7 separate regions of the Mus musculus genome follow, and regions 2, 3, 4, 5, 6 and 7 are each linked to region 1. A link is a contact called in public Hi-C, HiCAR-type and HiChIP or PLAC-seq data. All regions are on one chromosome and are shown on one strand. Each heading gives the region's core, a stretch centred on a gene start, on an enhancer-like site or on the middle of the called end of the contact. The rest is flanking DNA. Distances are from core to core; before and after follow the strand shown. Region 1 has its middle 46 kb from the start of Gm40658. Region 2 has its middle 33 kb from the start of Gm35413. Region 3 overlaps Gm35330 (a long non-coding RNA gene). Region 4 has its middle 58 kb from the start of Gm35330. Region 5 has its middle 24 kb from the start of Gm40661. Region 6 has its middle 4.0 kb from the start of Gm40661. Region 7 has its middle 41 kb from the start of Gm40661.

What was found. Hi-C and Micro-C count contacts between places; a contact is called where the count stands out from the background. HiCAR-type assays count read pairs that join an accessible place to other places. HiChIP or PLAC-seq counts read pairs in DNA pulled down with a chosen protein or histone mark.
Region 2: a Hi-C map of bone marrow-derived macrophages shows a contact between it and region 1, with 9 times the contacts expected there. The contact joins two enhancer-like sites. A contact is called at or near these places in 7 of 484 Hi-C or Micro-C datasets (the C2C12 cell line, adipose-derived mesenchymal stem cells, bone marrow-derived macrophages and 3 more), 7 of 115 datasets of contacts at active chromatin or transcription factors (CD8 T cells, bone marrow-derived dendritic cells, cardiomyocytes and 4 more) and 2 of 9 other capture datasets (bone marrow-derived macrophages and embryonic stem cells).
Region 3: an Esrrb HiChIP or PLAC-seq map of embryonic stem cells shows a contact between it and region 1, with 18 times the contacts expected there. The contact joins two enhancer-like sites. A contact is called at or near these places in 4 of 484 Hi-C or Micro-C datasets (embryonic stem cells and uterus) and 6 of 115 datasets of contacts at active chromatin or transcription factors (embryonic stem cells and epiblast stem cells).
Region 4: a contact with region 1 is called in a FOXA1 HiChIP or PLAC-seq map of pancreatic cancer cells. The contact joins two enhancer-like sites. A contact is called at or near these places in 3 of 484 Hi-C or Micro-C datasets (the AML12 cell line and Th1 cells) and 4 of 115 datasets of contacts at active chromatin or transcription factors (the NIH/3T3 cell line, embryonic stem cells, pancreatic cancer cells and 1 more).
Region 5: a contact with region 1 is called in a Hi-C map of uterus, with 2.6 times the contacts expected there. The contact joins two enhancer-like sites. A contact is called at or near these places in 1 of 39 promoter capture datasets (3T3-L1-derived adipocytes), 3 of 484 Hi-C or Micro-C datasets (bone marrow-derived macrophages, embryonic stem cells and uterus), 2 of 115 datasets of contacts at active chromatin or transcription factors (both in embryonic stem cells) and 1 of 9 other capture datasets (embryonic stem cells).
Region 6: a contact with region 1 is called in a HiCAR-type map of embryonic stem cells, with 6 times the contacts expected there. The contact joins two enhancer-like sites. A contact is called at or near these places in 2 of 484 Hi-C or Micro-C datasets (pancreatic cancer cells and reprogramming fibroblasts), 11 of 115 datasets of contacts at active chromatin or transcription factors (embryonic stem cells, epiblast stem cells, heart atrium and 2 more) and 1 of 9 other capture datasets (embryonic stem cells).
Region 7: a contact with region 1 is called in a Hi-C map of bone marrow-derived macrophages, with 5 times the contacts expected there. The contact joins two enhancer-like sites. A contact is called at or near these places in 4 of 484 Hi-C or Micro-C datasets (bone marrow-derived macrophages, cortical neurons and spermatogonial stem cells) and 1 of 9 other capture datasets (embryonic stem cells).

What each region holds. Positions count from the first base shown.
Region 1 is chr13:4,769,935-4,773,793 of GRCm38.p6, forward strand. No RefSeq gene overlaps it. Among named protein-coding and RNA genes, the nearest start is that of Gm40658, 46 kb to the left of the region's middle. Within about 2 kb of position 1,692, at least 305 of the 459 cell types and tissues checked have an H3K27ac peak or open chromatin away from gene starts, as enhancers often do. A contact at or near this core is called in CD8 T cells, the NIH/3T3 cell line, bone marrow-derived dendritic cells and 5 more, where this site is marked.
Region 2 is chr13:5,767,865-5,771,723 of GRCm38.p6, forward strand. No RefSeq gene overlaps it. Among named protein-coding and RNA genes, the nearest start is that of Gm35413, 33 kb to the right of the region's middle. Within about 2 kb of position 1,992, at least 85 of the 459 cell types and tissues checked have an H3K27ac peak or open chromatin away from gene starts, as enhancers often do. A contact at or near this core is called in CD8 T cells, bone marrow-derived dendritic cells, bone marrow-derived macrophages and 2 more, where this site is marked.
Region 3 is chr13:5,688,091-5,691,949 of GRCm38.p6, forward strand. It overlaps Gm35330 (a long non-coding RNA gene), which reads right to left. Exons shown (of 4, transcript XR_001780855.2): 4 at 2,731-2,757. Among named protein-coding and RNA genes, the nearest start is that of Gm35330, 35 kb to the right of the region's middle. Within about 2 kb of position 2,206, at least 8 of the 459 cell types and tissues checked have an H3K27ac peak or open chromatin away from gene starts, as enhancers often do. A contact at or near this core is called in embryonic stem cells, where this site is marked.
Region 4 is chr13:5,664,562-5,668,420 of GRCm38.p6, forward strand. No RefSeq gene overlaps it. Among named protein-coding and RNA genes, the nearest start is that of Gm35330, 58 kb to the right of the region's middle. Within about 2 kb of position 2,215, at least 40 of the 459 cell types and tissues checked have an H3K27ac peak or open chromatin away from gene starts, as enhancers often do. A contact at or near this core is called in the NIH/3T3 cell line and pancreatic cancer cells, where this site is marked.
Region 5 is chr13:5,575,231-5,579,089 of GRCm38.p6, forward strand. No RefSeq gene overlaps it. Among named protein-coding and RNA genes, the nearest start is that of Gm40661, 24 kb to the left of the region's middle. Within about 2 kb of position 1,686, at least 14 of the 459 cell types and tissues checked have an H3K27ac peak or open chromatin away from gene starts, as enhancers often do. A contact at or near this core is called in uterus, where this site is marked.
Region 6 is chr13:5,547,474-5,551,332 of GRCm38.p6, forward strand. No RefSeq gene overlaps it. Among named protein-coding and RNA genes, the nearest start is that of Gm40661, 4.0 kb to the right of the region's middle. Within about 2 kb of position 1,923, at least 39 of the 459 cell types and tissues checked have an H3K27ac peak or open chromatin away from gene starts, as enhancers often do. A contact at or near this core is called in embryonic stem cells and pancreatic cancer cells, where this site is marked.
Region 7 is chr13:5,510,187-5,514,045 of GRCm38.p6, forward strand. No RefSeq gene overlaps it. Among named protein-coding and RNA genes, the nearest start is that of Gm40661, 41 kb to the right of the region's middle. Within about 2 kb of position 1,810, at least 44 of the 459 cell types and tissues checked have an H3K27ac peak or open chromatin away from gene starts, as enhancers often do. A contact at or near this core is called in bone marrow-derived macrophages, where this site is marked.

The DNA of each region.
Region 1 (3,859 bases), core at 442-2,941:
TGCTGAAAGGACCCAGATATAGCTCTCTCTTGTGAGACTATGCCGGGGTCTAGCAAACACAGAAGTGGATGATCACAGTCAGCTATTGGATGGGTCCCACGGCCCCCAATGGAGGAGCTAGAGAAATTACCCAAGGAGCTAAAGGGAACTGCAACCCTATAGGTGGAACAACAATATGAACTAACCAGTACCCGGGAGCTCTTGTCTTTAGCTGCATATGTATCAAAAGATGGCCTAGTCGGCCACCACTGCAAATAGAGGCCCATTGGACTTGCAAACTTTATATGCCCCAGTACAGGGGAACGCCAGGGCCAAAAAGGGGGAGTGGGTGGGTAGGGGATTGGGGGGGTGGGTATGGGGGACCTTTGGGATAGCATTGAAAATGTAAACGAGGAAAATACCTAATTATAAAAAAAAGAAACAGAGCTTTAGCACTTAAGGCTAAACACTGACATTTCTAGACACAGGACATCACTTACGCAAGAGAGAACAACATTCGTTTCTTATGTTCTTAACAAAACCCACCAGTTACACATTACACACTCATCCATTAGAAAGATGATGATTTAGCAGGGTTCTAGATGCTCACTCATGTGTGTGGTGGTGAAGATGTTTCTGCAAAAGTCACTTCACTTTACCCACAGTGCCAGTTGTTACATTTCAGCAATTTTTATGTACTTTCCACAAGACTTTGTATTTCCCTTTCAGCAATCCTTCTACTTTGAGATACCTTTTCTTCTGGGTTTTTGTATGGACATCTTAAGAACACATAACACAAGTATCTTTATTTAAGAATGTGAGATCAGTCTGTGTTCAGCACAGTATTATTGTGGGCTTTTATTCATAAATTGCTCTTAAAGCATATAGAAAGAGAACAGAACAAAAAAGTATGGTAAGAATTTTTTGAGAATATTTTTCCTAAGATTGTGTGTGTGTATATGTGTGTGTGTCTGTGCATGTGTATACACATACACACACACACACACACACACACACACACACACACACACATATATATATATATATATATATATATATATATATATATATTTGTGCTTGATATATATGTATTACTCATTAAATGTATTCATTAAAGTTGATGTAATGCTCCTTCACGGTTATTGTTTTTAAAGCTGTCCTCTTTTGAATAGCTTGAAGGTCCTTCAGGAATTGCAAGCTCTGTTGTGAAACAGAATGTTCATATCGTCCTGTTACTCTTTGGCTCTGCTAGTTCGCTGATTAAAATAGGCTCACGCGCAGGACGCTAATCTCTGTTTATAGAAAATAGCAAACAGATGGAGAAGCAATGATGAGTAAAAATAGACCCTTTCCTCCAGCAGATCTTTTAACACATAGATGTCAAGAAAGCCAAGAAGTCAGTGAAACCTAGTCTGGTGTTCCCTACACTACCCTGAAGTGACAAATCGCATAATGACAGGGATCCGTTTGCTCCTGAGGCAACAGCTAAGCGGGACTTCCAGTACTTTCTATTATAGGTGGCTTTTTCATTGCAACCTCCATTTACTTGGCAGGGCCTCTGGAATCTCTGACTGGAACTCTGAATGAACACTCCTCTTGTTTGAATCCTGCTGATCCCCCAACTGTAACTGGATCAGCTGACATCACCAGTGTGCTGAGCCCTGTGAAATGTCTCTGTAATTGGACTCCACTCTTGAGTCAGAGCTTGGTAAACCCTGGAGAGGCGCTGTGGTCCGCGTGCTCAGCATGACTCATGCCTCTAGTGCCTGGAGACTGTTGCTATGTGAGACTTCCTGTTAAGTGTTTACTTCTTACAGTGGGTTTGTCCTGTCCCAAGAGCTATTTGGATTTGGTATGCGGGGTGGGGTGGGGTGGAGTGGGGTGGAGTGGAGTGGGGGCAGGGGCAACTAGGGCAAAGGATTTGCCTTTTTCTTCTGAAAACAAGGATCCTGGGAGAGTCAGCTCTGAGTTAACTTCCTTAAATGGTCTGGCAGCTCATGTTTACAGGAAGAGGAAAATCTGGGAAATGCTGATAGAAGTCATAAATGCAAGGAGGGAAAAATAGCATAGTTGAGGTCATATGCAGGTGCCTGAGGGTTATTTTTTTTTAATGCCTATTTGTGTCATTCTTATGCCAAACATGCTTTAAATTATTCAAAATGGTTTTATTTAGACTGCTTTTAAAATTAAATAAACATTTTAAAGTTTTCAGTCAAAACTCTTCTGTGACAAATTAAGGAACATTGAAGAAAAGGCATAGAGACAACCTACCAGGTAGCACTTTACAATTGTGAAATCATTTTCTTTTCTGAATGATAGGTAGCTATAAGACACGGTGGCGGTTGAATAAACATTTAATCAAAACCAATATACGTTTATGTGAACATGTGTTTCTACACGTGGTTTTATAGATAGAAGTGGAGACTGGATAGAAGGCCAGTATATTACAAGGAAATGGGATTTGATTCTTCAACAGTGCTCAGATCATTCAGGCGTATGAATATACTGGATTGTGATGCAACCTTGGTAATAGGGAGTTCAAGCCAACTCTATTCTCAGAGTCATATGAATTCAGCTTAGTTCACATTGCCAAGGCACACTGGCAACTGCAGCTGACACAAGAGATAATCCATGTGTCAGCCAAGAACAGATAAAGAAGAGTATGAGATTCTTGGAGCTAACTCAGGCTGGGAACAGGAGAGGTGTTCATTGCTGTTCTGTAAACAGCAAAGACAGGAGCAGAATAAGGAGAATGTCATGTTGAACCTGTGAGTCACAAGACCAGAACTAAAACAAAGCCCTCGGGGGCCATATACACCCCAAGAAGCCAAAGGGGTGCTTTGGAGAAAGTCTAACTTCATTGTGCTTATAGAGTAGAGTGGTTAATGGAGCCAGCATTATGAACCTGCATATACAGCTCTTTCTTGTTCCTTCTCAAGAACAGTAGCTTTTCAGAAAGTTGAAGGAAAAAAAATAGCAAGTATTGGAAGAAGGTGTTACAGTAACTAGTACTGTATGTTTACTTTGCCTAGAAAGGATCTCATGCCATCCAGGCTGGCCTATTGAGGTTGGTCTTCACCTTTTAATCCTCTATGTGCTATTTCTCTTTTGTGAGGATTAGAGACATGATACCACCTTGCACCATTTAACGTATGTTGGGCATTGAACCCAATTGTAGAAATAATATTTCAGTATTCACAGAGCCAGAGAGGGCAATCCTCAGATTATGGGTTTTAAATGCAACCACTTGTATCATCATTAATACATACATCATAGAGTGGCTTTCTGTATGCATTTATATCTGAAAGACAACTTCAGTTAATTAAAAGGAACTTTGCCCTTCCTTTGTCTTTGACTGTTTTGGTCACATACTATCATTTCATCAGGAATAAAATAGCCTAATTCTTGTTTTGAATGAGAAAACGTACCTTGGTGGCTTTAATATGACTTTTGCTTATTAAATCATTTATTTTCTTATGTCATTAATTTGTAAGATTCAGCTCTTAGACTATGTTCAGCAAGTTCCATGCATGATCCATGGTGCATATGTTCTCATCTGCTGACAGACCTAACCAGAGGAGGGGACCCTGATTCCCATTGGTCAACTAGGATTCCAGAGAAAGTAAGAGGGAGACAAGCAATAAGAAAAAAAACAACAGCAGAATGGATAAAGTGAAGGAGAGAAGAAAGGGGAGAGAACAGAAGAAGTGAAGATTCAGGCAAGGAAATCAGAAGATGGGACTAAAAGAGTAGAGGGGAAAGGAGAAGGTGGACCACGGTCATACAAAAGTCTACACAGGTTCAGGCAGACCTTTACTGATGACTTTAGATACTTGTGAACTATAGAGACTATGATCATAGTTGTTGTTCTCCTTGTACT
Region 2 (3,859 bases), core at 742-3,241, 1.0 Mb after region 1:
AGTGAGAGAGAAGACATGAGCTGAATATGCAAAGGTTGGATCTGAATTGCTGCCATATTCACTAAAATAAAGTTGTCTATGTGGAATGTGGGTGTTCTGATGTTATCAGAGACAGAAGTCATAAGAAAACAGAAAGTCCAAGCTGAGGCATGACTATGATGGGAAATGACCTCTGATACCATCTTTCCTTCTATGAAAATGACATTTTCTTCCCCCACCCCCAACAACTTGCTAAAAACACTTCTCAAGTCATCAATGCATCAAACTGAAACTAATACCTGTCACTGTGCCCAGAATCCACCATAACAAAGAGTATTTGGACAAAAGGTTGGTATAAAGATACATATGCTGACAGTCATGGCATCTAAGATCGGCTGAGCCACTCTGACTCCAGACTCTACCCAAAACATTAATGTGCAGCTGAGTTCCGCTATTCTTACAGAAATGTATTAATGATGCTTCTGATAACAAAAGGGACCCAAATAACACTATAAAATGAAATAAAATTCCACTGACAAAAAGGTTATGTTTGATTATGAAAAGACAATACTAGTTTACTCACAGGCTGACAATTTTAATTTTTCCTTCCTTTTTTTTAAATCTTTTATTGATTTATTATTATTTTTTAGAGGTGATGCTAGGGACCAAAGCCCAATTCGAGAATCTTTCACACAAGAGGCAAACACTCTGATGCTGAAATACATCCCAAGGGAGCACCCTGTTTATACTGAGATCTTAGAAATAACACCCAATAAAATGATGAAAGCTGAGCTTGTCAGTCTGTGTAGTACTTGTACATGGGGCTGGCTTATGTAGAGGACAAAAAAGAGCAATGTTATCAGCATTAATATGATATAGATTTTGGGGGGAGAATTTTCCTTCTATTGTAATTATATTCATGCAGGTTTGAAACCATTCAAACAGACTCAGTCTGAACCACTGAAAATACAATGATTTTCTTTCTTTACACATCTTTCAGCCATATGGGCTATGGCTACAGAAGTGAGAAGAAAATGTAGAGGCTTGCAGCAGACAGCAAAACAGTATCTGAGCTGGCAAATAGATATTTATAACTATAAGCACAATGCAAAGACACAAGCATGAGTGCAGAGATGATGTCTTCACCACACTTTCCTACACACCCTCCAGAAATTCTCCAACTACTGTTTTACTGAGCTTATGGATATGATAGGCCGCCCCAAATAATATCTTCGTGCTATTGGACTTAAGTCAGGCTGACTATGCGGCACGTTATATCCCCAGGATATCTGGATCTTTGCCTTATTGTGAAAATGAACCAACTAACTGTCATCTCAGAGGCCACTATATACACGAGGCACAATGATAAACACAGGGTCTTCCTGCCCACCCAGGGTCAGTCACAACCTTGCCCACAGGAAGCTTTCCCCTCTGCCTGCATTACAAGCCTTCTTCCCTAATTCCTTGATATTCAACTTTGGTTTGAAGAACAAGACCTTTACTGCCTGAGTCCACAGCCATTTGCAGAGTACCATGTGCAGATTGCATAGTTGATGGATATAGGAATTGTGCCACCCAAAGTCAGAATGGAAGTATTATGCAGGCGCTTTGGAGGATGTGGGAGGTTAGTTCCTGCCTGGGAAGCCTTAATCTTGGACGGGTCATCAGCCCTAACCGGACACTGGGATCTGGGACTCAACTTTACCAGGAAATTCTGCCGAGAGAGAAGAATATCTGGGGCTTCCTTGTAACTCCCCCTCCAGCTTCAGAGTAACTTGAAAAGTGGAAAACAAAAGACAGAAATGAGAGGCAGGCAGCATGTACTATACAGCAAAGGCCTTTGGAGGTGTGATAAGGATCAGGTAATAATGGCCTCTCACTGAGTAATCCAAAGTATTTCACAGTTTTTCTGGTTCAGCCAGTTAGTTGTGAGGAAGAAAACACCCCCTCAGTAAATGAGGCCCTTTGGAATGAGGGCTGGGGTTTATGATAAGCATAGTGGGGAAGTGCCCTCCACACCCAGGAGGGTCATTGTGTCAGCCAGTATGCATGAGTCATTTTCCACCCAAATGATGTGTCTCAAAAAGAGAAACTCTCAGCATTTACTCTGATTTTTAACCTATTGCTAGCATCTGTCATTCAAAGTGAGCTGAGGTCTTTTACAGTCTTAATCACAGAACTCCATACCTTACTGTTCAAATCTGTCCTGGTTCATCTGAGGCACGCATGGAGTTCCCTGTGACGTCAGTAATAAGTGACCTATTTATCACTACCCCTGAGGTTGCTAATCTGAAAATAGAGATTTTAAGACATAGAGCATCAGAAAAGTCATTCCTTTCTTGTATTCATAATTAGTAATATGGAGGGAACAAAAACAGAACAAGATGGAAAGCTAGACGGAAGCATCCTCTGAGATGCCTGGGTTGCTGTAACTAACTCACTGGGAAAGTTAAAACTGCCTCCCTGAACATCAGATCAATGTTTCTATAATCAGAAATGTTCTCCGTGCTCCCACACACCTTCAGTTAAAGACTTCTTCAGTGAGTTACTACAGGATAACAGGTCCAGACTCTGAGTTAACAAAACATTACCTCATCCACAAACAACTCCATTAACTGTTCAGACCCTAAGGTCAAAAACCCTTTTTCTAAGTTTCTGGAAGTTTCTCTACTTTCAAAGCAATTACAAACGTGACCTTTCTGTCTCCCTAAGAGCAGACAGCTCGAGGCAACTCCATCCAAATCAATACAGGGAGAGAATCTCAGGACTTCTTTAGAATGTGTGCACAAAAGAGGTACCATGTAATTTTAGAAAAACACCAGTTCTGTCTTACATGGAGATAAATATGAAGAGAAAGCACTCAGCAAGTGTGCTGGGATGTGGGGTAAGGTGGGGAGAAAAATCCTAGCAGTTAAGAGAAAATGGAAGCATGGAAATAAGACAGTTTGGAGCATTGGGAATTGTTGGATGGATTCAGCATGACTCCAGTCAGTTTAGAGGCAAAGAGACAAATGTCACTACCATTTAGTTTGGGTATCATCTTTTCCTTCTCTTCATAACTAAAGCCTCGCCCAGATAATAATGACAGATAAGGATGCCCTGTCCAACATGGAGATCATAAAATCAGGAGCTGATGTCATTGGGATGAAAACAACAAAGAGAAAAAGAGGAAGAGGAATCCAGCTGTTGAATGCATGCTTACCTCAAGGCGCCTGGACACCAGCTGTCTGAATGTCCTTATATAGAAAAGGTGGCCTGCTTCAGCTTCTCCTGTCCCTCCAAGGGAAACTGTATTGCTGGGTAGCATCAAACAAAAGAAGAGAGCAGGATGACTAGAGTCTAGACTGTTTCAAACACCTTGTCATGTTTCTCTTCTGAGTAGATCCCAGACACGTAAGGATGTAGAGTAATTTGGAGTAAAAGTTTCTTTGAACTATGTCTAATTACAGAAAGGCATCCAATCTGACGACAGTGATCAGTCTGTCTGGTCTAGCTCAACGTTCTTCTAAAGATGAGCTCCTCAGTACCTCCTGCAAAGCTCTGTCCTTTCTTTTAAAAGTTCCACAACCCCAAACAAACAAAAAAAGACAAGAAGCAGCACAGGAGCCTAAGTCACTTCAATGTGAGAAGGAAAATACATCTTAAAGAGCTAAATTACCTAAAGAATTCAGAAAATTTGCATTTAAACATTATTTCAACGGAGATAATCCAAGGAGGCTGTATTAACTACAAAGGGAAGGAGCTACGTGTAAGAAATCTTCCTTATAAAAGACACACTATTTACATTTGATCTCTGTATAAAATTATCAGCATCATTTTGTATGTGGTTGAGTGTACACATCTTGTCTTCTTTTGTTTTTTTGAACTAGGATCTCACTAT
Region 3 (3,859 bases), core at 956-3,455, 920 kb after region 1:
AGATGATGCAGTCAAACTATGCAGAGAGAGTCTAAATTGGAGATCTCCATTTAATAACGCCCTCAGAACTCAGGGAATCCCAACGAAGAGGAGGCAGAAAGATTGTAAGAACCACTGGGAATGGAGGACACCCGGAAAACAAGGCTCACTGAATCAACTAAGCAAGACACATATGAACACACAGAACCTGAAGCAGCCAGCACAGGGCCTACAGGGATCTGCACCAGGTTGTCTGAGTATATGTTATAGCTGTCACTTAGTATTTTTATGGGATAACTGAGTGTGAGAACAAGTGAGTCTATGACTCTTTTGCCTGCTACTGGCATTCTTTCCCTCTTGTTGGATTCCTATGTCCCACTGTGATAGGATAGTTTTCCTTCATCTTACTATACTTTATTTTGTCATGTCTGGATGTTATCTCTTAGAATTCCGTTCCTTTTTAAATAGAGACAGAAGGGGTGTGGTTCTGGAGGATAAAGGAAGTATGGAGAAACTGGGAAAAGAGAGAAGGAAAACTATAATTAGGATATTTTATGAGACAAAGAAGCTGTTTACAGTAAAAGAAAAATGTGTGTGTGAGATGTGTTGTATATGGTATATGAGGTTGTTACTGTGGAAGTGTATACATATGAGTACACATGTGATCATGGAGGTACACATATATGCTCCTGCAGGTGGAGTCAAGAAGCTAACTTATAGTATTATCTTCAATCAATCTCAACCTTATTTTCTAAGGCAGAGTCTCTCTCTGAGGCTAAACTTTATCAACCTAGCTAGAATACCTTCACGGAGCTCCCTCTTTCTCCCACCACAGTGTAGGGGTTACAGGAGTGTGCAACCATGCCTGGCTGTATACATGGGGTGCTACCGATCAAAACTCAGATCCTTTGTCCACCAAGGAGCTTTTACTTCAACTGAGTTATGTTCCCAAACACTCTTTAGAATCTTTTCTTATTTTTCAGAGTTTCATAGATGTATGCAATAAAATATGATCATATGACTTCCTATCTCATTCTCCAAATCCATATCTCCCACAACACACACATTTCTATCCCAAATTCATGTCTTCTGGGTTTTTGTTGTTGTTGTTTCTGTTGTTTCAATTTTTTATTAGATATTTTCTTTATTTACATTTCAAATGCTATCCCAAAAGTCCCCTATACCCTCCCCCCCTGTCTTGCTCCCCTAACCACCCACTCCCACTTCTTGACCCTAGAGTTCCCCTAAAGGGGCCTCTCTTTCCAGTGATGGCCAACTAGGCCATCCTCTGCTACATATGCAGCTAGAGACACGAGCTCTGGGAGATACTGATTAGTTCATATTGTTGTTCCACCTATCAGGTTGCAGACCCCTTCAGCTCCTTGGGTACTTTCTCTAGCTCCTCCATTGGGGGCCCTGTGTTCCATCTTATAGATGACTGTGAGCATCCACTTTTTGCCTCACATGAGAAAGCTATATCAGGATCCTTTCAGCAAAATCTTGCTGGCATATGCAATAGTGTCTACGTTTAGTGGCTAATTATGGGATGGACCCCTGAGTAGGGCAGTCTCTGGATGGTCCATCCTTTCGTCTTAGTTCCAAACTTTGTCTCTATAACTCCTTCCATGGGTATTTTGTTCCCTATTCTAGGGAGGAATGAAGCATCCACGTGTTGGTCTTCCTTCTTCTTGATTTTCTTGTATTTAGCAAATTGTATCCTGGGTATTCTAGGTTTCTTGGCTAATATCCACTTATCAGTGAGTGCACATCAAGTGACTTCTTTTGTGATTGGCTTACCTCACTCAGGATGATATCTTCCAGACACATCCATTTGCCTAAGAATTTCATAAAGTCATTGTTTTTAATAGCTGAGTAGTACTCCATTGTGTAAATGTACCACATTTTCTGTATCCATTCCTGTTGGAAACGGGCCCGTGGCTCACATGGACCAGGTTTCACCTGGAAGGCAAGCTGGGGCTGAAAAGAGAGGGGAACTAGGCAGTAGAGAGAAAAATGGAGCTAAGTCAAGAGTCCTGATCAAAGCTCAAATGTTTAATGGCAAATGTGCTTGTAAAGGGCGGGGGGGGGGGGGGGATGAGGGGGGAGACCCATTCCCACCAATTCATTCTTGGAGCCTGGAACCAGCTGCAGGTAACTACATGCAGGATCGGGTGTAGTCTCCATAATAGCTCAGCAGCCTCTCAGCAGGAGGAATAGCAGCAGTAGCTGAACAATAGAGTAATCTAGGGAGGAAGGCTCAGCCCTAGGTAATCTCCTTAGTGGCAGCAAGGTCAAGGTCTGGCTCAGCCTGCTTCAGGCTGGGGGGTTACAATTTCCTCCCTGTTATTAATGTTTTTTTAAAAAGCTGGACTGAGGCATAAAATTTATTTATGCTCTATAGTCCTGCCTTGAGAGCTATGGTGGCTGGCGGCCGTGCCTGACTTAGGAAATCTTAGATCTTCTCGAACCATCCAATTCCGTCTTGGAGGCTCCGTGCAGCTTGTTTGTGTTATATTTCATACAAAACATGGCTCTGTGTTGTGTTATCAACAGCCACGGCCTTTTCACACGTACCTCTGTCTTAGATTGGTATGGTTCCGAGATCTGCGTGCCTGTCTTTGACTGAGAGGTCCTCATTGGCACATCTTATTCCCAATTCAGACCAAAGCCACAATATGTACTTAGAGTGCTTCTTCATGAAGATTAATAACTGCCACCTGCGCTGTTGGAGGCGAGGCTGCACACCTGCTGCAGTCAGGCTGAAGGGTGTTGACTGGCCTGCTTGAAAAACAAAGTGGAGACAGTGAAAAGCAACTGTACAAAAGCTTCTTTGGGGAAGTCCAGGTACTACATTCAATTGCAAATTAGCAACAATCATGTTTAGACTTAGAGCTCCAGGTGTGGGGGAGGTGGCTTTGAGAATTGCAGAAAGGCTGCAGCTTCTCTGGGAGTGGAGGCTGTGCTCCAAATTAACTTTGCTAGGTAATTAAGATTTTAGCTATCTTCCCTAAGATTCTCTAATACTGGAATTAATACTAGACCAGTCCAAGATTGAGTAGAATAACTGATCACAATGAGGGAAGGAGAAGAATCACTATAACTCTTTCTTGTGACTAGTCTTTCTAAGTCACATTACACGGTCTCTAATATTCTATGTCCCATAAGGTTTAAAAGCTTGAAGCAAGGCAGTTAGCTTGGCCAAACTGGGAAAATGGCATGCAAAGGTGGGTCAAAAACATATACCCAATTCAGCTTTCTTGTCACTACAGTCAGGGCACTCAGAGAACTCACCTGTCTGCTTGTCCCAGGAATTAGCCGTCATGCTTCTGCAGCATTCTGTGAAGAGAACCTAAGCTTTTCCCTTTCCCAATAAGGTAGCTGTTCAGGACACAAGCCATATGCCAATAAGTAGATCCTTTTCATCTCACCTAGTCATGATTATGTCTGGTTTTAAGATACTATGAGGCATTTATTAAGTTCTTTGACATCCAAATTTCAAAATTCTTAAAATAAAAGTATGATTTAAATAATGTGCATGGGGATATAATTTCCCCCTTTCTTTGTTTTTTAAGAAGAAGAGTTTTTAAAGTTCCACAATACCCTGTCTTTGAGAATTATTACATTGTTGACAAAACATCTCAAATACTTGACTGTTATAGTCAGTTTTAATATAACAAGGGCAGTGACTAATTACACTTTCAATTGTTTCTCTTGAAGAGTGGTTGTAACTAGAAAGCTTGAAAAGTTATTAAAAGTTACATGTGCATAATTCATTATTAATCAGAATAAGAGCATTCATTTGCAGCAATTGATTAAGTATAGGTCCTCAAGAATTAACACCATTATGTGGAAACAGGTAGGAACTGAGGACACCAAGAGC
Region 4 (3,859 bases), core at 965-3,464, 900 kb after region 1:
TGAAAAGGTGTTGGATTTTGTAGAAGGCTTTTTATTATATAATGAAATGATCATGAGATTTTTTTTCTTTCAGTGTGATTATATGGTGGATTACATTGATGGATTTTCTATTTAGTTCTATAAGCTTCTTGTATGTTTATAGGTATCTCATTCTTTAGGATGGGAATTTTTTCTTCTATGATTTTGTTGAAAATACTTTATGGTCCTTAGAACTGAGATTCTTCACTTTATTCTAATACTATTATTCTTAGGTTATGTATTTTCATGGTATCCCAGATTTCTGTATACTTTGTGCCAGGAATTTTTTAGATTTAACATTTTCTTTGACTGATATATAAATTTCTTATACTGTATCTTTTATGCCTGGGATTTTCTCTTCCATCTCTTTTAGTCTCTTGGTGCTGCTTACATTTGTTGTTCCTGTTCCTGTTCCCATTCCTGTTCATCAGACCTGCAGTTTCAGAAGCATACTGGTTAGACTCTCTTTTGCACCATCTTTCCTACCTACTGAGTACTCTGGGACACTCCCAGCTTCCCTGAGCTGCCAGCTATCCCTGGCATACCTCAAGTACCCCAATACCTCTCTGCTCACATTTATCAGACCTGTGGATCCAGTACCATATAACCCAAGGGTACCCATCAGAGGCCTGGCTCAGACGATCATTGAGGTTAGCCCCTCCCAATACTTACTTCAATGGAAACATCCAGACAATAAAGCTATCCAGATGGCTAAGGGCACTCGAAAGAAAGAACACAATCAACAAAAACCAGGGAAAATGAGACCTTCAGAACATAGCGAACCTACTACAGCAAGCCTTGGATATCCCAACACAACCAAAACAGAAGAAAATGACCCTAAATTCAATCTTATAGAGATGATAGACACTTTTAAAGGTGAAATGAATAAATCCCTTAAAGAAATACAGAAAAATACAACCAAATAGTTAAAGGCCTTTAAAGAGAAAACAAATAAACTCCTTAAAGAAATACAGGAAACCACAATTGAGCAGATGAAGGAAATAAATAAATAAAACTGTTCAAGAACTCGAAATGGAAATAGAATCAATAAACACAAACTGAGGGTATCCTAGGAACAGAAAACCTGGAGTACAGAAGATAAGGATAATCTTAAGTCCTTTCATATTCAGAAGTAGGTGGTACTCAGAGAATCAGTAAGAGACGTTTTTCAAAGTTGGCTCACTTTTTAGAAGGGCTTGTTACATGAGAAATAAACTTAGCTTATTAGCAAAACATTAATCAAGGTCTAATAATAATCTCCATCCCAATTGTGTTGAATACCTAGTTATTAGTTTGTTGTGCCTCCTAGTATCAATGTGAAATGAAAATATAGAAGAGACACAGTGAACTATTTTCAGATTTTAAAAAGCCTGTTTATGACATTTATTACTAAATAAAAAGATAAAATTTAATTAATTTTACGATGAAACGGAAGAGCCACCCTCTGACTCCTTTAATTGCTGCTACTGTCACTGTCAAAAGAAAAAGAGCTAACTAGGATCATGTAGAATAACTCGGTCTTGAGATGCTTTTATGTCTTATTTAACATAAAATTATTTCCTCACCTTTTTAGTTGCCCCACTGGCATCAGGAGTAATTTAACTGTATATTATTAACTGGTATGATTATGAAGAAATATGTGCAAACAAATAGTTCTAAACAGACCCTTAAAATATTGACCATAGCTCTAGAACTTAAGAATGTGATGATAAACACTATTAATGTGGTTGAAAATACCTAACTAGGTCTTCAGTAAGGTGGTGCAGAGTTATTTCGGCAATGCTGTTTAACTTCTGAGAATTGCAGCTACTGGTAATTTCTTACTAGAACAGGATTTCCTTGGTTTTCAGAAAACTACACACATCAAATACACATCAGCAACCCCAGGCTGCAATCAGTTTGATGAGCAGAGGACAATTATAAGGCTGCTTTATTAGTTTTTTTTTTTCCCCTCGCAGAATTTTTCTAATTTCTTTTTCCTTTTTCTCTAAAAAGCAAGGGGATCTTGAAGGTCAGCCTGAGGAAAACAAACATTAATTCTCTTCACAGGTTGGACTTTTCTTTGATTCTATTTCTCTTTTCTCATGTGTTGTTGTTCTTCTTGAAAATGGTCTTAGTGAACCTTTGGGATACCTCACTTATTATCAGTGAAAAAAATTCTTCTAGTGTTTCTTTGGAATTTCCCCTTCTGATCTACAATGAGTCACTGAAATGGAACTCAGGCTCTCAGTCCTGTGGACTCAGAGGACCTCAGACAGGTTGGAGTAGCAAGTTGCTGCCTAATTCATGATTTACATTAGCTCTCCAGAGGAAGTGGTTCTGTTTACCACAAATTGTACATTTTCTTAGTATAATCTGAACTCCACGAAGACTAAGCTTTGGTACTATGTTAAATTAAAAGCAAGTCTGTGGCAAAAAGTCCTATTTGAAAGAGCAATTTTATCATTTTAGAAGAGTAGTCAACCTTAACTTTTCCACTTTAAAGGCAAACCTCTCTCCCTAAATGTCAAAGTGTGCTCTTGTCAACAAACCTATGCAACAAACCTAGATGGGAAAAGGCTAGTCACAAAGCAAGAAAAAATTTTGAATTAATATTTAAAAAATAAAAAAGCAGTAATGGACTCGCTGTATTACAACTATAAAAAAGTTATGATACAGGTGTTAGCATAGAGATCATTTCCATTTTCTTTGAAGAATTGCCTTGACCTGGCTGAAATTATCTTGCTTAAATAATTTTTTTAGAATCCAGAGGCATGGACATAGAGTCTAGAGTTTTATCATGTTACTTGTCCAGGCTTATTTTCTCCATGAAATTCTAAGTTCTTAATTTATGTTAATTTTATTATATTTCCAGACAGCAAATTATATTTGAGAGGTTAGGGTACTTTTATATAGCCATGACCTGCAGTGTATATGTATGATGGTCAATCAAATCCAAAACAAAACAAGCACTTATTAAAATGACCCCTGATCTAAAATCCCAAATCAAAGAAAACACAGTTTTACTTCACATTTGTGCCTAGTCTGTGGAAAGTTCCCGGGGCGAATACTAAGATGTTCTCAAGGGCTGATGACTAAGCTTGATGGTCAAGTATTTATCTGCCATGTTTAAAGCTCTGAGATGGATTTCCTGCAGTAGACAAAAGAGAAAAAGGCTTTACTCACAGCTACTTCCCCAAGAGAAGGGAGGAGAGCAATGCCCGGGAAAGGAATATAGAAAATTGAATGGTAGAGGAAGGCACAGCTCCTAGGGTAGCTGGAGGACAAAGGACAATCAAGAATAGTTGTCACAAGTATTAGGCCCTTCCCAAGAGTATGGCAGACAGTGCAGAATTCACAACTCAATACACCTACTTATGTTTCAATTGGTCACCTCCAAAAATTTTCATGATTAAAATACTGACTATCAGCCAGGCAGTGGTGGTACATGCCTTTAATCCCAGCACTTGGGGGGTGGGGGTTAGAGGCAGGCAGATTTCTGAGTTCAAGGCCAGCCTGGTCTGTAGAGTGAGTTCCAGGACAGCCAGGGCTACACAGAGAAACCCTGTCTTGAAAAATCAAACAAACAAACAAAAATTGACTACCTAATTTTGCTGTTACATGAGTGGAAAGTGCTAAAACCAAGAGCCATGTTTTTGGGGGTTTTGTTGTTGTTGTTTTGTTTTGTGTTTTTGTTTTTTAAAAAAGACTTAAAATATTTTATGTCACAGCCATGGTCTAATACTGTTTATTTACAAAATCTCTTTATGTAATCTCCAACTTATCATTTATATTCTTCTTCAAGCCTCAGACAGTCTTTGTGGGATGAGGAATCCAGAAAGACAGTAACAAAATCCTTAAG
Region 5 (3,859 bases), core at 436-2,935, 810 kb after region 1:
ATTCAAGAATCCACCCATCTGTGAATCCCAGTGTGCGTTTTCACACGTATGTTTATCATGTCTTGTATTTTCCATCGATGCTGTGAATCTAAACTCAGGCCTCATGCATGTGCATCAGGTCATTTCCCCAGCTTTTGAAACACATTCAGAAGGTTGAATACAAATATCCCTTTTCTTGCTTGTCATTTCTTTACCAAACTACAGTTATTCTGTTCTTTGTAAGCAAGATATGGGGGAAATCAGAAGGTTTGCTACTGGGCGGCTGCTCAGGAATAGCCTCTAGTTCAGGCAAACCAGTACAATAAATAAATACTAGGCATAGCAAGTGAGATGTGGGCTTCCTTTCTGGGCATAGTCCATGTCTAGCTGACTTGATTCTGTATATTTCTTGTTGATCTAAGCTACTTTTCTAAGATGGTCTTATTCTGAGGCTATGGAACTCATAGCTACCAGCAGAGTCTCCAGAGGAGATATGAAAACTGTCAGGAGGGGGGAAGAAAAGAAAAGAAAACCTGAATCAGTTGGCTCAGAGTGTTTTGAGGGCCTCTGATTTGAAGATATTAAGGTTTCTAGGGTCTGTTCACTGAGGATTCATGTTAAACTGTGAGACAAATTCTGAGACAAGTTAGAGAAAGTAACTACTCTGTTGGGGAGAGGGCTTAATGCCTGTGAAGCACTTGTCTCCCAGGCATGAAGAACTGAGCTTGATGTAGTGTGTCCCTATAACCCTGGTATGGGGCAGGCTGTGGCATGAAGATAAGCAAATCCAAGGAACAGCTGGCTAGCCAGTCTAGTTCAAACACCAAGCTTCACAATCTTTGGTGGGGATGGTGGTGGTGGTGATGATGATGATGATGATGATGATGAGGAGGAGGAGGAGGAGGATATAACAATGTAAGAAGCAACTGAAGAAGATGCTATAATCTGGCCCCAGAAGCACCCTCATGGGTGGGCATATACCAAGTTTGTATACATGCCATGCAAATGTATACATACACATACACTAAGAAGATAAATCAATATAATATAGTATAATAAATATGATAATATAATAAAAATCACTAATGCAGCCTTTAAAAGGATTTTACTGAGGGAAAATAGGAGCATGAATTCAATTCCACTTTGTTCTTTCATAGTACATTTTGCTATATTAGAGTGAAAATGACATCAACTGTTTTGCTCTATGTGAAAATTTCGGTTTCCCTGCTTTGTTTTACAGCATCTTTATTCCTACAGATATGATTTCCTCTGATACCTTGCTGGTATTTTCAGAGCTCAAACATTACACGTAGGTTCTGGTGCCAGATAGTATAGAAAGTTTTGCAAAAGTATGAAAGGGAAAGAGCGATGGGTTTATTTTAAGGTCATAAAATTTTTATTAGTTTTTTTTCTCCCTCCTCTGCACTGGTTGCTCTTGCTTTAAAAGTCTTCTGGCATTTAACTGGCAATAAAAGAGGCAAAACAAACCGTTCCTTCCTTTAGATTGTGCAATTTTACAGCTATGTTTTAGAGTGACCAAATATGCCTCTTTAACAACATGCATGTTCAACTACCTTCTTTTTATAAAGCAGTAGGATCATTATTTGGCTAGCACGGGGTAAGTAACTGAGTGGGTTGTGTATGTGCCTCAAGTTTTTCAAAGCTACTTAGCCCCAGTCTGAAATGAAGTGACGCTGGTAATGTTGATTCTTCAGCCATGCAAAGGCAGGCAGCTAAGTCCGATGACTGAACTCCTTTTGAATCCGACCCACCTAGACAGCACAAGTAAACTCAGGGTCTGTTAGCCCACAGCTACCGTATTGACAGCCGGAACTCTCAAGACCTAGGCTGTATGGTTTTCTTTTTTTCATTTAATGTATGTGTAGAACATTTACATTCTTATTTTGAAGTTGATGACATGAGTAAATGCTTCCACATTCAATCCATTCCGCAGTGTTTGATCACATGGGCAATGCCACTGGAAAGAAATGGTAAGTTTGATATTACTACAGTGATGTTACTCTCCTGGTTAAAGTCTTTCATATGTGCCTTCACACAGAGTTACACACAACACACAAATTATCAACCGGAGAATTCAGGTCCACCATGTTACCCAGGAAGAAAAGAAAGACTGAATTTTAAAAGAACTGTCACATGTAAAGATAACATTTGAAGAATGTGGAGGCAAAGAGATTTTTCCAGTATGTTTTGCCTCCAAGGAAAGTAAAGCAATAAACTCCATTATTAAATAACTTCCTGGTCTTCACATCCTTTCATTGCTTTCATTTATTTATTTATTTGATTGTTTTATTTCTAGAAATGGTCTGAAGTGGAAAGGTTATTGTCCTGTATTTGGGATGACTGAAACAGCTTCTACCTTCTCTTCCTCATCCTTACTAACCCTTCTCCAAGAATTTCTGTCTCTTTTGCATAGCTACATATCATAATTAGACTCAAATCTCTCTCTCTCTCTCTCTCTCTCTCTCTCTCTCTCTCTCTCTCTCTCTCTCTCTCTCTCTCTCTGTGTGTGTGTGTGTGTGTGTGTGTGTGTGTGTGTGTGTATGTAAGTTTCTGTTCTCAGGATCTCAGAAACATAGTCACTTTAGTTTGAGACAGGTCTCTCACAGGCTTGGGACTTTGGAAGCAGGCTGGCCTGGCTGACCAGCAAACTCCAGAGATCTTATGCCTCTATCTCTGCAGTGCTGGGACTACAAGTTCATGTGAGCTAGTCAGGCTTTTTCACACGGGTTCTGGAGCTCAAACCCTGGTCTTCATGACTAAATAAAATTCTTTTTGTGGATTGAACTATCAATCTATGTATCCTTTCTATATTCTGTAATTTTATCTTCTCTTTATTAATCAGGAATGTTATAATAGCAACATTGTTATTTAGTTTATTTGGGAAATTCCAGAGTACTGGTGTCTCGTGAGTAATATACATTCTACTATGTTTTCCTTAATGCTGTGGTGAGTGTTTCTCGTGGGGTCATTTTGCCAATTCCAACCATAAGCAGCATAAGCAGCAACCCACTATCTTGTAGCTGGGAAGTAGAACCAGAACCGTTCTATTAAAATGTCTCCTAATACTTTGTTCAATCATTTATCCACTTGTATTTGTTTCTTTTCTATCCTTATAATAGTTTTATTTACATCTTAATTAGAAAAACTAAATGACTGGAACAGTGGTATTACACAATTTTAATCCCAGCACTGAGGAGCCAGAGGCAGGTAGGTTTCTATCAGGTTGAAGCCAGCCTGGTCTACAAAGCAAGTTTCAGAATAGCCAGTAGTCAGAACTATACAGACAAACCCTGTCTCAAAAAATAAAACAAAACAAAAGGAAAGTTAAATATTTCTATTATATATTGTCTCTTTTTATCTTTAGTAATTATTTCTGAGTTACAGCTCTTTTTGGCCTGATGATATTACAATATACAATTTAATATATAATAATAGTATATAGAAATTGTCTCATTACTTATGTGATATATCTACATATACATAATTATATACATGTATATATGTGTAGATACAAGAAATATTTGTTTATACACTTATAAGATTATATATTATATTATACATATATGCATGTATAATTACATATATATATTGTATATATTCCATAATATATGTATATATTATGAAATATATACAATATGACAAAAAAACTAAAATCAGGTGATTTTTCTTTTCTTTTCTTTTCTTTTCTTTTCTCTTCTTTTCTTGGATATTTTTTCTATTTACATGTCACATGTTATACTTTTTAAAGGTCTCCCCTCCAGAAACTCCCTATCCCATACCCCTTCCCCCTGCTGCTATGAGGGTGCTCCCCCACCCTCCTATCCACTCCTTCCTGCCCTGGCATTCTCCTAGACTGGGC
Region 6 (3,859 bases), core at 673-3,172, 780 kb after region 1:
CTCACAGATGTGTAGATGTGTGAATCTGTATGTCTAGAGGCTGGGGGTTCAACCTTGGGTGTCATTACATAAGTGCTATCCACCCTGGGTTTTTGTTGTTGTTGTTGTTGTTTCTTTTGGGGGTTTATCCATTGAGCTAGAGTTTGCTAATTAGAGCCACACTGGCTATCCAGAAAGCCTCAAGAGATCCACCTATTTGACTCCCAATACATTATAACAAACTCAAGCCCACATGGCTAACCTTTTACAAGACTTCTTGCAGTCTAATCATCGGTTCAGATATAAATTTGAATATGAAAACTTATAATCTTGATCCACAGCATTGTACTTTAAACTATTTTCTAGTAAGTGATATATCAAAAAAAAATGAAAATGAGATTTTCATAGAAAGAATTGAAGATAAATTAAGTAACACTCTGAAAATCTAAATTTTTCCACCTTAATGTTTTATATGTGCTATTCTTTTACAAGTGTTCTGATTATTAATTTTTATGACTTTAGCATAACAAAAAAACGTTCCTAATAGAATTGAAAGTGCAAACACCTTACATCTTAAAGGCAAGGCTGTTTTCCAGGAATAGCTCAGCAATTAAAGACGCCAGAAGCCAATGCTGATGATCTCAGTTCAACCCTCAGGACCCAACATGCAAGGATATGATTGACTTTTAAAAACCGTCCCTTGATCCCTACGCGTGTGTTCTCTCTCTCTCTCTCTCTCTCTCTCTCTCTCTCTCTCTCTCTCTCTCTCACACACACACACACACACACACACACACCAATAAAATTTAAGTTTATATTTATCATTGTTCTGCATAAGAAGATATTAAGCACACATTATTTTTCTCTGATATAAGGGAGATGATGGATCAGGTAAAACTTAGGAAGATGACGATGACACCACTTATGACTGATTTCATTTCACTGAATTCTATGCCCCTAAGCTATCAATTTATAACTCGGAATTTACATGTCAGTAAAATGGGGATAATATTATGTATCTTAGTACTTTATAATATAAATTATATACAATGTAATAATAGACTGCTCTGGTCTGGCTAGTATTCTTGTGTAGTTCTAGGTTGAAGATTTAATTCTTAGTATATCAGAGCATGACTTAATGTGGACCCAGAGAGCTAATGAAGATTTTTAAAAAGGCATTAGAGTGGGACCCTAAGCCAATACACCTAGTGCCTTTATTAAAAGGATGTTAGGAAAAAGTTGTACATAGAGGGATGATCAGGTAAGAATAGAAGGAAAAGATTGCAATGGGCATATCCAAAAAGGGTCCTTGCTCATAGATAATGTGGTACTTCCAGCATCTAGAACTGTAAGAAGTTTATGTTGTCAAAATAACCCAATCTGAGCTTTGGGTTCTTTTTAGACCCCATTGGAGTATTAGTATATAACTATATGCAAACTAGGTACTCTGCAGTCTACAAAGGCTGCTTACCAATTATCAGCAGTTCCTCCTGTGTAGCAAAGGACAATGGGCAAAGCAGCAATGAGAGACTTTATCACTCAGCTAATTACTAACATTCTTTACTTCCTGCTTGTTCTAGTGCCTCAAACAGTCTCATTTAAGTTCCTTGTTTCCATGGATGTTTTCTTATTATTACCTCCAGGTATTTTTCTTCAATGTTCATTCTTTTAATTAGGAGGAAGAACATACAAATATGAAATGAAGTGCGAATTACAAATTATGCAAAATTCTGACCCAGTGGATTAAGAAATCAACAATATCATCAAAGCATAAACAAGCATGGGAGTAATTAAAATGAAACTTGACTGTCACAGAAACCAGTTTATAGACCTTGGTAAATGATTTTACAGGAAGAGACTTTCGCTCACGCAGACACACATTAAGCACTTATGATCGGCTTGTAAACTTTCCAGTTCTATGAGTCAGGGCTTAGGACCTCAAGGTAAAACGAAACACCTCCCAGGAACTAACCAGGCCAAATACTGCATAACTTTCAGGCCAGATGTGTTCAGGGTGCTATAACCATTGACTTCTGAGCTCTGTTTATAATATTCTAGTTGAGACAAGCACTACACTATGATTGTTGAAATTCAAAGACCAAGTGCTGCTTCTGTGTATGACTCCAAGTACGAACCTGATTGTGGTAATGAAGAAATGAGAGAAGACAGGTGTTTGAACAGAAAGCTGGGATCCTATAGAGCAGGCTCTCTGAGAAACCCCCATACCCCACAAGCACAGCATGTGTAAAGTAGAACAGTAAGACAACCAGTTGACTGCATACAACTGATCAAGGTGATAGATTTATTTCTGTACAGAAAAGTAATGAGGCAGAGTTGATGGTGTCCAGCTGACATGAGGAGAGAGGTTTACCTAAGCTCAGTAGTAGCGATCTCTGTAGAGGAGCGGTCTTCAGGCTGAAAATATTCGCAGGACTAAAGCTATGGTGGACATTTTCCGCACAGTATTAGCATACACACATGGACCACAAGGTGCAGAGTCCAGCATGGCCCTGGTGGGGACAAAGTGACATGGTGACATCGTTCCTGCCCCAGGACAGCGCCCCGGTATAAGCCTCCTGGAATCTAGATGGGCACTGTGGGCATAAGGCTTGTTTGTGTAATAATTTACATATTTCACATTCCTCCAAGAAATGTCCTCTGTGTTAATTTTAATGACTCCTTGATGATCAGCCAACAGGAGACCAGGAGGTGAAGGTGTGGCTAAAGTCTCAGCAAAATGGTGAAGTCTGGGACCTTCAAGACAACCCTTAAGGCTATGGGAAAGAGCTCTAGATACCGGAGTTTGAAAATATATAATTTCTCAACTATGCAAAATATAAGAATGCAATATGAATTATGAGGGGCTTCATGAATCTAAAGGAACAAAGGCAGCTGCACTAGGAGCCAGCTTGTCAGAAAGATACAAAGGCAGGCAGATTGAATTCAAGGTCAGCCTGGGACACATAAAGGTGAGGCCCAGGTGTGGTAGAAATGGTAATTTCAGGGAAGAGACCCACCCAACTACTTAATCCTTTGTGTTTAACAAAGGAAGACTGATCTTTGAATTCTTTTGCAGCCTTTGGAAAAAAAAAATGTTTGCTTGCTTTCACTTCTGAATCCAGATGCTGATTCATAGAATAATCTAAAGTAAACCTGGAGTAAATGACTGGGTTGATAATGTAAAATAAAAGACAAGACCTGTGTTCTGCAGGAGGTGAGCTATTCAGAGAACTTTTTAGGAAAAAAAACAGAAAACTGCTTGGAGAACTGACAAAGAGACAGGTGCGCACGCGCACACACACACACACACACACACACACACACACACACACAAGGAAGCAGGACATGGACAGAGAGATCTCTTAGAATAGCAAGCAAGCAGAATATAGACAGAGAAATCTCCAGAGAGAAAGCAGAACGTAGAAAGCAGACTGGAAAAGTTGTATCAAACAGAAGACCAGTGGTCAGCTTGGAACCACCAATTGACTTTGAGACTTTGAGTCCTTCTTTTCGCTGCTCCCAGATACCCTGTACTTACTGGATGGTTTTGTTTGCCAATTTGACACAAGCTGGAGTTATCACAGAGAAAAGAGCCTCCCTTGAGTAAATGCCTCCTTGAGATTCAGCTGTAAGGCATTTTCTCAATTAGTGATCAAGGTGGGAAAGCCCATTATGGGTGGGGCCATCCCTGGGCAGGTAGTCCTGGTTTCTATAAAAAAGCAGGCTGAACAAGCCAGGGGAAGCAAGCAGCACCCCTCTGTGGCCTCTGTATCAGCTCCTGCCTCCAAATTCCTGCCCTGTGAGTCCCAGACCTGACCTCCTTTGGTGATGAACAGCAGTGTGAAAGTGTAAGCTGAATAAACCCTTTCCTCCCCAAATT
Region 7 (3,859 bases), core at 560-3,059, 740 kb after region 1:
CCCCATGGGCTTGATACCTACAGTTTTATAAACTGTGATCTAGACATCCATCATTCACCTTCTCTTCTCTACACAAATCTTCATCATCTTTTTGGTCCCTATTCACATCCCTAGCCAGTGTACTGTGCTACAATGAGGAAATTGGAGGAAGCTCACAAGAACTTCCACACATCATTGCCTCTCCTCCACTGTCTCAAGCTGTGCACTATTGGTTCTTCTCTGTCTTTGTTAATCAGTTCCCTCTGTAGCTAGGTTAGATCAGTTCGTCTGTTAATTTGGAGTCCTCACTTCATCTCAAATGTCCAAATGTTCCAGGAAGTTTGCATTTTCTCTTATCTCATTATACTTTATCTCTTTTACTACTAAAAATTAAACATACTCTTTATACCACTGTGATCAAGTATGGACCTACTTTACACACCAGCTATCACCTTAGCCTTCATTTTTGCAATCGCTTGTAGCCTATACCTTTGTCTTGTTCCTCTGTGTATTCTCTCTTCAGTCTTCTCCTATGACATTTTCCTATCATCAAATTTTTCCACCCAACGTCGAAGAAGAAGGAGGAGGAGGAGGAGGAGGGGGGGCGAGGGGGAAAGGGGAAGGGGAAGAAAGAAGAAGAAGAAGAAAGAAGAAGAAAGAAGAAAGAAGAAAGAAGAAAGAAGAAGAAAGAAGAAGAAAGAAGAAGAAAGAAGAAGAAGAAGAGGAAGAAGAAGAAGAAGAAGAAGAAGAAGAAGAAGAAGAAGAAGAAGAAGAAGAAGAAGAAGAAGAAGAAGAAGAAGAAGAAAATGCACGTTTCTAGTATACCAAGGATCACCCAGAACTCTGTCTTTATTTAAGAGTTGCTTCTTTCATTGTAAAGCATTGTTCTGAACTCCACAAGTCCCCCTATGTGGTGGATTCTACCCTGAGCTTACTGATGCTGTCTCCCTAGACATTGTTTGTTCTTGCTTTGCTTGAAACCTGGTAATTCAAACTATGGCCTTCTCCATCTGATATTTCCAATCTTCACTCAGTTTCCTCCTATTCTTTGGAAATGAAAGGATCCTACAAGAGCTGGTATCATAGTGTGCTTTGTGAACCTTACCAGCACATTCTTTCCCAGGCCAGGAGGTGAAGGAATGAATTAGAAAATGTGATAAGTATTTGTACAAAAGAAATCATGTTAAGACTGAAAAAGAGTCTAGAACTTAAAGCAATGATAATAGTTTTCTTTTCTTGTTCTCTTTTTCTGTTTTCTTTCACTTACAAAGTAACCTATATTCTTAAAGATTATACAAGATTATCTTGTGTCATAATGAAATTGGAACAAAGAAATCTCAACATGACTGTGTGTGTGTGTGTGTGTTATCCCCAATTAAATGCAAGTCATTTCACCTTGCTAAATACAGTCCTTTTTTTTTTTCTAACCTCTTTTTTAAAGGTACCCATAGAGCTTAGCCTTGATATTATTCCATTTCTGAAAGTGAAATCTTTCAGACTGACCTTGGTTGCTTGCTTTTCAGTTTGTTTCATTCTTAGAATTAGTTTGGATGCCTCTACCTCTGAAAGTAAAAACACACCCTGAGATCTCTTCTCTTCTCTTCTCTTCCTTCCTTCCTTCCTTCCTTCCTTCCTTCCTTCCTTCCTCTCATTTCTTTTTCCTTTCTTTTTTATTCTCCCCTCCTTCTCCTCCTCCCCCTTGTCCTCCTTTCCCTCCTCCCCCTCCTTCTACTTTTTCTTCTTCTTCTTTTTGAGGAACAAAGACATGTAGCAATGAGATCTGAAATCTGCTGGTGGGTGCAAAATATACACCAGGAGAGGAAGTTATGGTTTAGGTTGCTTTAATGGAAAGGAAATGACTCAAATCCACATGGCTATGTAATAGACTTACTAAATACAGCTTTTCTTTAGTGTAAAACCTAATGTTTATATAGTAATAGGAAACTTTATTTTACCAAATTGTAATTTTCTTACTGTTCTCTCCTATCTTTCAGTCAATTACTACATCTTTCATTGAGTACATGTTATGTCATTTTTAGCACATAAAATCTGAGCTGATTTCACAGAAGAAGTTGACTTGAGAAATGTGGCCCAATCAAAAGGATCTGGCTTTCATTTGAATTGTTAGCCAAAACACTAGTTCGCTTGGGAAAATGTATTCTTTGTCCTTTACGGAAAAGGATATGCATATTTACAAAGATGTTATGTACAGTTATTGTCATAGGTGAAATTCATATAATTATGTCCATCTCCCAGGTGTTACTGTTTCCTAGGAAATATCAGATATACAGAAACAGCATAAGCAAATACTGAAAATCTTACCTAAGTTCACTTATCAGAAGCCATGAAATAAAAGAATCCATCCACCTGTTTATTTAAAAACTACTTAAAATTTGTATTGATTTGCATTAAATATCTCTTAAATACTTTTGATATTTATTATAAGATTTATAGTAGGTCAGATTAAGGAAATAACATATGTATCAAAAGATGGCCTAGTCAGCCATCACTGGAAAGAGATGCCCATTGGATAGGCAAACTTTATATGCCCCAGTACAGGGGAACGCCAGGGCCAAAAAATGGGAATGGGTGGGTAGGGGAGTTGGGGGGGGAGGGTGTGGGGGACTTTTGGGATAGCATTGGAAATGTAATTGAGGAAAACACGTAATAAAAAAAAGGAAATAACAGACCACTTTTGCATTTAGCAATTTTGCTTCTCTGTAAAGTTACAATGACAATTAGTGTAAACCCCAGCAAGATGTTATAGAACAAGCTTGAATACAGAAGTGAAGTGTGTGGATTTTAGAGATATTTACATAACTAAATGGTTTACAATGCTTAATCATATGAAATTTCTACTCAAGGCCCTTAAAATTGTAAGAACAAAAAGATGACTTAAAACACTGGCATTAATGAAGAATTCAGGCTTTCTAGAAATTTTACTCAGTTTACATAAAAAAGAAAATGTTCAATTTTCCTTCTGATTGACCCTCATGTAACTGACCAGGCTTTCAGAAAAGTTACTGAAACTGGAAACTAGTGAGACAAGGGTTTGGAGAGAGTGTTTTTCATGCCCACCTGATGAAATTGAGTCTTTAAAACTGACACTTGTCATGACTTTGCAAGACACACTCAAGTCATGAAGGACCTAAGGCTGCAGTGCAGATAATCTGATCCCCTAGAAAATTTTTATTTTCTTCATATTGCAACTATTCATAGGGCACCTTCAAAATGAATATTTGTAACATAGGGAGAGAATACTATTAAAATAATATTAGCAAAATGAAAGAAAAAGGAACAATCTTATAACTACATAAAGTGTATGACTGAGATAATATTTCATTTCGATATTGTGTTTTTCTATTGGATGAATGACATAGGTCCTACAGAACCTAAGGGTAGTGGAGCAGCTATTTCAGTGTCTAGACAAATCTATAATGACAAAAGGCCCCATCTTTCAGTTTTGCAGTCAAATTTTGCCACTGTGCCATTTTGTGTTAAGGGGAAAATGCTAAAATAAATATGGTGTTACATTCAGTTTCCCCAGTAACTATTTTCTTATTCTTAATCCAATTTATTCTTTACTCAATGAAATTATCGCATTATAATTAAGTAATCTCAAAGTACTAGAGGGCAAGCTTTCCTCTTTGTCATTGTTCATTTGTGAGAAAATCTGTCCACTAAATGACAACTAAATGATGCTGGCAGAGTGAAATGGCTGCTTGTTTCCATTCGTGCATACAAAGAGGTTTTACTTGTAAAGTAGATGCTGTTCCAGGATTCTCAATTTCTGAAAGCATACTTGGATTTAGAAAGAATTGCTTTGGATGAATAGAATTATTGGACTCTTCTCTTTCTCTTTCTCTTTTTTGTCCTCCCT